Linked DNA regions of Mus musculus: region 2 is linked to region 1. The links are chromatin contacts, called in public Hi-C maps. All regions are on one chromosome and are shown on one strand. Each heading gives the region's core, a stretch centred on a gene start, on an enhancer-like site or on the middle of the called end of the contact. The rest is flanking DNA. Distances are from core to core; before and after follow the strand shown. Region 1 overlaps Uvrag (UV radiation resistance associated gene). Region 2 overlaps Uvrag (UV radiation resistance associated gene).

Evidence for each region. A called contact is a pair of places that touch in the nucleus more often than the background predicts.
Region 2: a contact with region 1 is called in a Hi-C map of bone marrow-derived macrophages, with 26 read pairs. The contact joins two enhancer-like sites. A contact is called at or near these places in 1 of 39 promoter capture datasets (cranial neural crest), 8 of 484 Hi-C or Micro-C datasets (the AML12 cell line, bone marrow-derived macrophages, brain and 5 more), 3 of 115 datasets of contacts at active chromatin or transcription factors (large pre-B cells, memory CD8 T cells and microglia) and 4 of 9 other capture datasets (adipose tissue, embryonic trunk, liver and 1 more).

What each region holds. Positions count from the first base shown.
Region 1 is chr7:98,941,648-98,945,367 of GRCm38.p6, reverse strand. The region is part of intron 12 of Uvrag (UV radiation resistance associated gene); the gene reads left to right. Among named protein-coding and RNA genes, the nearest start is that of Gm33827, 67 kb to the right of the region's middle. Within about 2 kb of position 1,422, at least 11 of the 459 cell types and tissues checked have an H3K27ac peak or open chromatin away from gene starts, as enhancers often do. A contact at or near this core is called in bone marrow-derived macrophages, where this site is marked.
Region 2 is chr7:99,088,897-99,092,726 of GRCm38.p6, reverse strand. All of the region lies in intron 4 of Uvrag (UV radiation resistance associated gene), which reads left to right. It also overlaps the pseudogene Gm33882. Among named protein-coding and RNA genes, the nearest start is that of Uvrag, 50 kb to the left of the region's middle. Within about 2 kb of position 1,661, at least 26 of the 459 cell types and tissues checked have an H3K27ac peak or open chromatin away from gene starts, as enhancers often do. A contact at or near this core is called in bone marrow-derived macrophages, where this site is marked.

The sequences.
Region 1 (3,720 bases), core at 173-2,672:
AGTGCCTATCCAGATACCCCTTAAGCACTGTAGTTTTGAAATGCTTTCCGGTTTTCCAAAGGAAAATGAAACCATTGTGCATTCAGGTGCACACATGCTGTTCACAGGACCTCAGCTCAGGGTGGGGGTTGGGAAGAATGTTGTAGCTCATACAGCTGGTGGGAAGCCAGGGTTTCCTCCCGTGGTGGTTTCTAGGGTTTTTGTCAATTACCACAAACTTGATGGCTTAAAACAACTCTCATGGACAACTGAAGTCCAAAATCAAGGTGACAGTAGGGCCACACACTTTTCTTTCCCGTTGCTAAGCTCCTAGACATTTCCTGGCTGTAGCTGGGTAAGGTCACATGACCTCTCCTCTGCCTTCCCCTTATAAGCACACCTGCTGGATTTAAGACCCACCTGGATAATCAAAGATGATCTCATCCCTAGATCTTTTAATATTTTGTGACCCCTTTTCCAAGTAAGGTCACATTCACAGGTTCTGGGAATTAGGATTTGGACCTACTTTTTGGCAGGCCACCATTCCACCCTCTGTCCTTTACATGGTCCCCACCTCTGACTGGCCACCTGTACCCAAGATTTTTAGGATTGTGAGTAGCTGTAGTGAGACCAAGCATGCATACCTGTCACTCCCTGCTTCCAGAAGCCATGCAGAACAGATCCAGTGCTGTGTGTGTAAAAGTGCTGACCTCCCTCCAAGATGAACACCCCTGTTTCCTCCATCCTTGCCCTCAGTTGGCTGATGTTCTCCTGAGCAGTCATCCTGGGTGTGCCTCCCTGAAGGACACAGAGCAAGGGAGAATACTGCATTTATCCATGAAGACCGAGAAATGAGGTCATGTCTCTCCCACTAACTAAACGGTGACCCAGGCATCAGTGTCTTTGAAATAATAGTGACACTGTTGCACAGTCTAGTCATCCCCAGGTTTAGCCTCTCTGCTAATCCCACCAGGATCACATTAGCACTGGGAGCCCTGTCACAAATCTGCCCTCGATGAAATGGCTCTGCATAATGAGCCCCAAATCATTTTCACACATGATCTGTTTCTTTAATTCAAAAAATACTTGTTGAGTGTCCATTAGAAAAGGCAAAAGAAGAACAAAATCAAACCTGTTTCTGAGCTGGGCACAGTACGGCTCATACCTATAATCTTAATTCTCAGGAGGCTAAAGCCAGGAGGATTGTCTCAATTTTGAGGCAAGCCTGAGCTACATAGTAAGTTTTAGATCAGTTGTTCAGCCTTGTCCAAAAACAAAACAATCAAAAGACCCAGTGTTTATTCTGAGAGCTAGCCACTACTAAGGGAGACATTAGTATGCTGAGCTGTGTACTAAAAGAGACACGGACTAACCAAATATCACCCAGTGAGTGCAAAATTACAAACTGAGGTGACTGAGAAAGGAAGTGGGACAGATTGGTTAGGATGATGTAACCGCTCAGCGTGATGAGACCGGGCATAGAAGACCAAGGAAGGCTCCAGTATTAAAGGCCACCTTCTCCACCGGTCTGCAGGCCTTGGATGGACCTCTTCCATGCACACTGTGTTCATTGCTTACTGCTTCTGTAATCTTCACTGTGCACAGTAGGTGTAATTCTTTCTTTTTTTTTAAAGATTTATTTACTTTATTTATATGAGCACACTGTAGCTGTCAGACACACCAGAAGAGGGCATTGGATCCCATTATAAATGGTTGTGAGCCATTATGTGGTTGCTAGGATTTGAACTCAGGACCTCTGGAAGAGCAGTCAGTGCTCTTAACCTCTGAGCCATCTCTCCAGCCTGTAGGTGCAATCCTAATAGAACTTGGAAATGTATTTTAAGTTGAGAAATAACAAGATTGGCTATTTAGTTGTGTGCAGTGTTAATAATTCATATTGAATGTATTAACGGAAAATATGTTTCATATTTATTTGTTTCGTAGTACCCTTTCCTTCCTGTTTTTTGTTTCTTTGGTTTTTTTGTTTGTTTGTTTGTTTGTTTTGGGTTTTTTTTTTTTTTTTTTTTTTTTAGACAAGCTTTGCTGTAGCCCATGCCAATCTTGAACTTGCAGACCTCCTAGCGCTGGGGTTCCAGCACACTGGCTGTACTACTCTCCAGTAATAAGTCCTTTTGTGCTTTTAAGAATGTTTTTCTGTCTGTATGTGAGTAGCTGAGTTCTTATCTGTCTTTGATTCCCATCTCACGTCCTGATGGCCATGGGATTTTTTTCTCTTTGCAGTGGGTCCCACCTCTCCAGCTAGCTTAGGAGGTCTATAAACCCGCATGCCTCTGCAACAGGAGATGAATGTGAAAGTTATAAACAAAGTGTTCAACTTGAAGTGACCCATTAAGAATGTGGAAGGAGAACGAGACGTGAACTCTGTCCTAGTCCCTGGTCTGTTTTAGCGCTGCCCTGTTCCAACCTTTGTCTCTAATCACTCTCTGGTTTTGTTTTAATGTTACGCAGATACCTTGTGGCTCTTTCCACAGAGTCCCAGAGCAGTCATAATAAAGTCAAATGTTGTGAAATCCAGTTTTCACAAATGTAGAGGTTTGGTTTTCAACATGGGCTGATCTCAATTTACTCTTATGGTGTATGGAGTTTCTGAATTTATAACTTGAAAGTGGAGATGACGCTGGGTTGGGAGAACTGTTCAGAGTCTATGTGTGGTGGCTTATAGAAAACCCTGCAGCAGGCAGAGCTTTGGGACTCCTGCAGATTCCTCCAAAGAGCCTCATTGTTATGTCTACAAATATGTAGTTTCCCGCACCCCAGTCCATATGAGTGTGAATGGTTCCTGGCACTGTGAAACAACCACCACCACCACCACCACCACCACCCTCCCCCGGTGTTGCGTTGTGTGTCCTACCTTTGTTTGCAGTAGTTATCCCTCTCTACTGGCGATACACCACGCAGCATAGTTTATGCTTTATTGTCCCAGTTAAATACAAAGTTCTGTGTTCTTGATGGGTGTCTAAGACGTTTGGTTTCCTTTAGTAAATTTTCAGTTCATGACCTTGCTCCCTCCCCAATGCCTATAAATTTTACAGCACATCAGATTTACCTATTGAATACTATGAAACTGATAGCTCTTGAGAATGTAATAGAAAGCTTTTAAATTGTACTTCCTTTTTTATTATGCTTGAAAACTCTACACCCTCTGGACTTTCTTTATTAAAATGCATTTTTTTCTTCAGTCATTTGTGACAATCAAAACGGTTAGTAATTATTCTACACCATTCATTTCACTGTGGTTATGTTATTCTTGAGAGTAGTTCTACTTTACAGAGCCAAGCTAGATGTCATTTGTTTTATAACCCTAGGTTGTGGTTGATATTTTTTCTTTTAATTAGTGTATATTCATGGGACATTATGGTAAGCTTCAGAAATACAGTTTCTTTCAAATATATCATTAGCTTTGACCAAATCCACTCACTCTCTCTACCTTTCCTCCCCTTGGTCATCCCTCCTCACCCCTCCTGTCACACTCTCCTTCCTCCCCTTGGTCATCCCTCCTCACTCCTCCTGTCACACTCTCCTTCCTCCCCTTAGTCATCCCTCCTCACTCCTCCTGTCACACTCTCCTTCCTCCCCTTGGTCATCCCTCCTCACTCCTCCTGTCACACTCTCCTTCCTCCCCTTAGTCATCCCTCCTCACCCCTCCTGTCACACTCTCCTTCCTCCCCTTGGTCATCCCTCCTCACTCCTGTCACACTCTCCTTCCTCCCCTTAGTCATC
Region 2 (3,830 bases), core at 412-2,911, 150 kb before region 1:
GAAACAATACCTCATTCCTGAGAGGTACTTGCCCTTTTCTTAGCAGTGTACGTGTCTGCTGGTCTGCTGCGGGTCTTAGCAGTGTCTGTGTCTGCTGGTCTGGTGCGGGTCTTAGCAGTGTCTGTGTCTGCTGGTCTGCTGCGGGTCTTAGCAGTGTCTGTGTCTGCTGGTCTGGTGCGGGTCTTAGCTGTGTCCATGTCCGCTGGTCTGGTGCAGGTCTTAGCAGTGTCCGTGTCCGCTGGTCTGGTGCGGGTCTTAGCAGTGTCCGTGTCCTCTGGTCTGGTGCGGGTCAGGCTGTTCTCACATGGGCTGCGCGTGTCTGCTTCTGGTTTTGGAGTTGTTGTAGATGTTTTACTGTTCTGCAAACATTTGACAGAATTTCTCAATGGAACCATCTGGGTGCTGAGACTTCTTTGCGGGGAGTTTTGAAGTGGGACTTACTGTCTCCGATGCAGGGCCGCCTCAGTGAGTGCTGATGGATTTTCTTTGAAAGTTGCCTGTTTCACCTGAGGTGTTATGTACATCGGTAGAGAGATATCCACCCTCATCACCAATCCTTTGGCTGTGGGTAGGTCTACAGCGAGCCTGCTGTGTTCTGTGCCTGGGGTTTTCTATCTTCTTCCTCTCCTGACCTGTCACTAGTGATGTAACAGTTTACTAACCTTAAGGTAGTGTGTGAGGGCATTGACTGTCTTTATCGTTTCAGGCTCATGAATCTGTTTTCAGCTTAGCATGGTTACTATTTTGCTTGCTGTAGATTTTCCTGGTTATTCTTTTTTTAGTTCTTAGAGAGAATGGAATTCCTGATTTGAGAACTTAACTTCTATCTTCAGAATAAGCATTTAGTAAAAAATTTTTAAGCATTGCTTTAGGCATAGTCCATACATTTCCCCTTGTGTTTTTACTCAGTTCCAAATACTTTCAAATGTATCTTTTTTATTCTTTGAGCATAATAGTATGCTAGTAACTTTTAAATATTTGTGGATTTTCTGGACATCTTCCTGTGGGTGATACCTACTTTCATTCTATTGAGTTTAGGAAAAGTCATTTCTGTGGTTTCATTGCTTTGAACTGTCTTTCTTAAGGCTCATTTTACGGCCCCAGATAGTCAATGCACAGTGGTAAATGCTCCATGAGTGTGTCGTGTGAACTCTGCTGTCAATCAGCAAATAGAATTCTTCATTCATAGTTAGGTGATGTTGGTCTCAAGTAAATCTGGAAGAAAGAGTTTGAGTCAACCAGAGAAGAGAAGTTGAGAGTGGGCCCAGAAGTTGATTTCTTCATTTTGAGCTGAGGAAATCAGAAGAAGTGGGGGAATTTGAAGCATTTGTTGATAGTGCTGGCACAGGGCATGCAGCACCCTGACGTGTGATGGCCGAGTCCTCATGCTTGGAGCTGAATGGGTGAAGCCTGGTGGCTGTATCCTCTTCCCCTTCCCGACACGCACACGCACACAATGCTCAGGGCCTTTCCTCAGTGCTGTGAGAAACAGAAGCACAGACACAGCAAGTGACTTATAAAGATATAGAAGTGCAGCTTTGGGGTAGATTATTAATTATTAATAATTAATAAACACAGTTCTTGTCTATTTTTTTCATGTGATCATCCCAGCACAGCTGAGTCAATTAAAGAGGAAGAATGAGACACACACTTCTCTCCGTGATCTAAGAGCTCTGTGATGTTTCATAATGTGTGCTCTGTCCTGTAGCCTGTTTTATTCAGTGTATTTTTCTTTCTTTTTTTTCTTTTTTTACATTTCAATTTTTTTCTTTAAAAGGAGTGAATTGTGTACAGGAGGGTTAAATGCTTTATAGACAAGAAAAAAAAACTGTGCTAGAACCAACTTATCCATCATCATCATCATCTTCATCTTTGTCTTCCTCTTTTCCCTCCTCTTCCTTATCCTCTTCATCCTTCTAATCATCTTCCTCTTCCTTCTTTATTTTGCTCTTTTCAGCCTTGAAACACCCCCCCCCCCCTTTCGCTGCATCAGGTTTTCCTTTAGCTCTGTAGGCAGCAATAGCCTTCTTGTACTTCTCCTTCAGCTTGGCAGCCTTCTTCTCATAGGGTTGCTTGTCATTCACTGCAGTGTTGTTCCACATCTCTCCTAGTTTCTTTGCAACATCACCAATGGATAAGCCACGATGCTTGCCTTTGATTTTGGGGCAGTACTCAGAACAGAACAAGAAGAAGGCCGAAGGAGGCCTCTTGGGTGCATTGGGGTCCTTGAACTTCTTTTTGGTCTCCCCTTTAGTGGGGATGTAGGTTTTCATTTTTCTTTTATAACGAGCCTTGTCAGCCTTTGCCATATCTTCAAATTTCCCTTTTTCTTTAGCAGACATGGTCTTCCACCTCTCTGAGCACTTCTTGGAGAACTCTGAGAAGTTGACAGAAGCATCCGGGTGCTTCTTCTTGTGCTCCTCCCAGCAGGTTTGCACAAAGAATGCTTATGAGGACATCTTGCCTCTTGGCTTCTTAGGATCTCCTTTCCCCATGTTTAGTTGATTTTCCTCCCCGAGGTACAGAGTTGCCCAGTGCCTGTCCATCAGTGTATTTTTTTATTAGTCAAAAACAGATAGATTGCTCTGAGATTTATAATCCCTGATCTCCAATACATCAGTAGACAATGTGGTTGTTTTTTGGTTTCACTTCTCCAGACAGTTTCCCATGCAGCTATGTCCTTCTGTCTTTTGGACACTCTTCAGAGCAGGGCTTCTCCACCTCACAGAGGTGGGAACTAACTAAAGTGCATGCTGCTGCAGGCAATTGGCTGCAGGGTTGGGAGTGTGTGCCATTACAAGCGATTGGCTGCAGGGTTGGAAGCATGCTGGGCACCTGGCTGCAAAAACTAGCTGCCTTTGATGTTGCCGCAGACCTGGGCCGCTGCCTTTTTAGCTCATATCTAATTTTCCAGTGAACTAATTCAGTGGCCAGCTTTGCATATCATACACTTTGGAAAACTGCTTCACGTAGATGTATTTCTCTCCATGCTTTCTCTCCCCTTTAGTGACAGTCATATTTTTCTTTCAGTTTAAAAAGTAATAGTTGTTTTTGGGCCAGTGAGATCACTTCCCGGCTACAGTTGCTAACATTTTGATGAGCATAATTTTAGTCTTCTCTCTTCAGGTACATATATTTCTAAGGTTTCAGACCCATCTAATCTTGAAATGGATTTTTGAAACATTTTGCCTCAGAAGCAGAAAACTTCTTGTGAGCCGGGTGTGGTGACGCACGCCTTTGATCCCAGCACTTGGGAGGCAGAGGCAGGCGGATTTCTGAGTTCGAGGCCAGCCTGGTCTACAAAGTGAGTTCCAGGACAGCCAGGGCTACACAGAGAAACCCTGTCTTGAAAAACAAACAAACAAACAAACAAACAAACAAACAGAAAAAAAGAAAACTTCTTGCTTGACTTATGGTGGCCATTACACATTAGTGATTACAGAGCCATCTTTTCTGTTGCTGTGTTTGGTTCAGTAAGCAACCAGGTAAACGGGAAGTGTGTGGTTCATGGAAGGAGGGCAGTAGAGGCCGGTGCTCACAGGGGCTATCTGCTGATGGGTGGCACTGGCTGTTCCGGATCTTGCTGAGGCGTTCCTCACGGGAAGCCCGTGTTTTTACCCTTTTGTAACTCTTCACTTGAATTCCTCATTTCAAAAGCAGAGCCTTTTTTTTTTTTTAACCACAATTCTTTCTGATGAAATGGGTGTTCATTTCATAGTTGAGTATTATTTTAGATCTCAGTTCTTCTTCCCTCCTCTCCCCATGTGTTTTTTGAGACAGGGTCTTAACTATGAAGCATGGGCTGGTCTAAACTTACGGTCTTCCTGCCT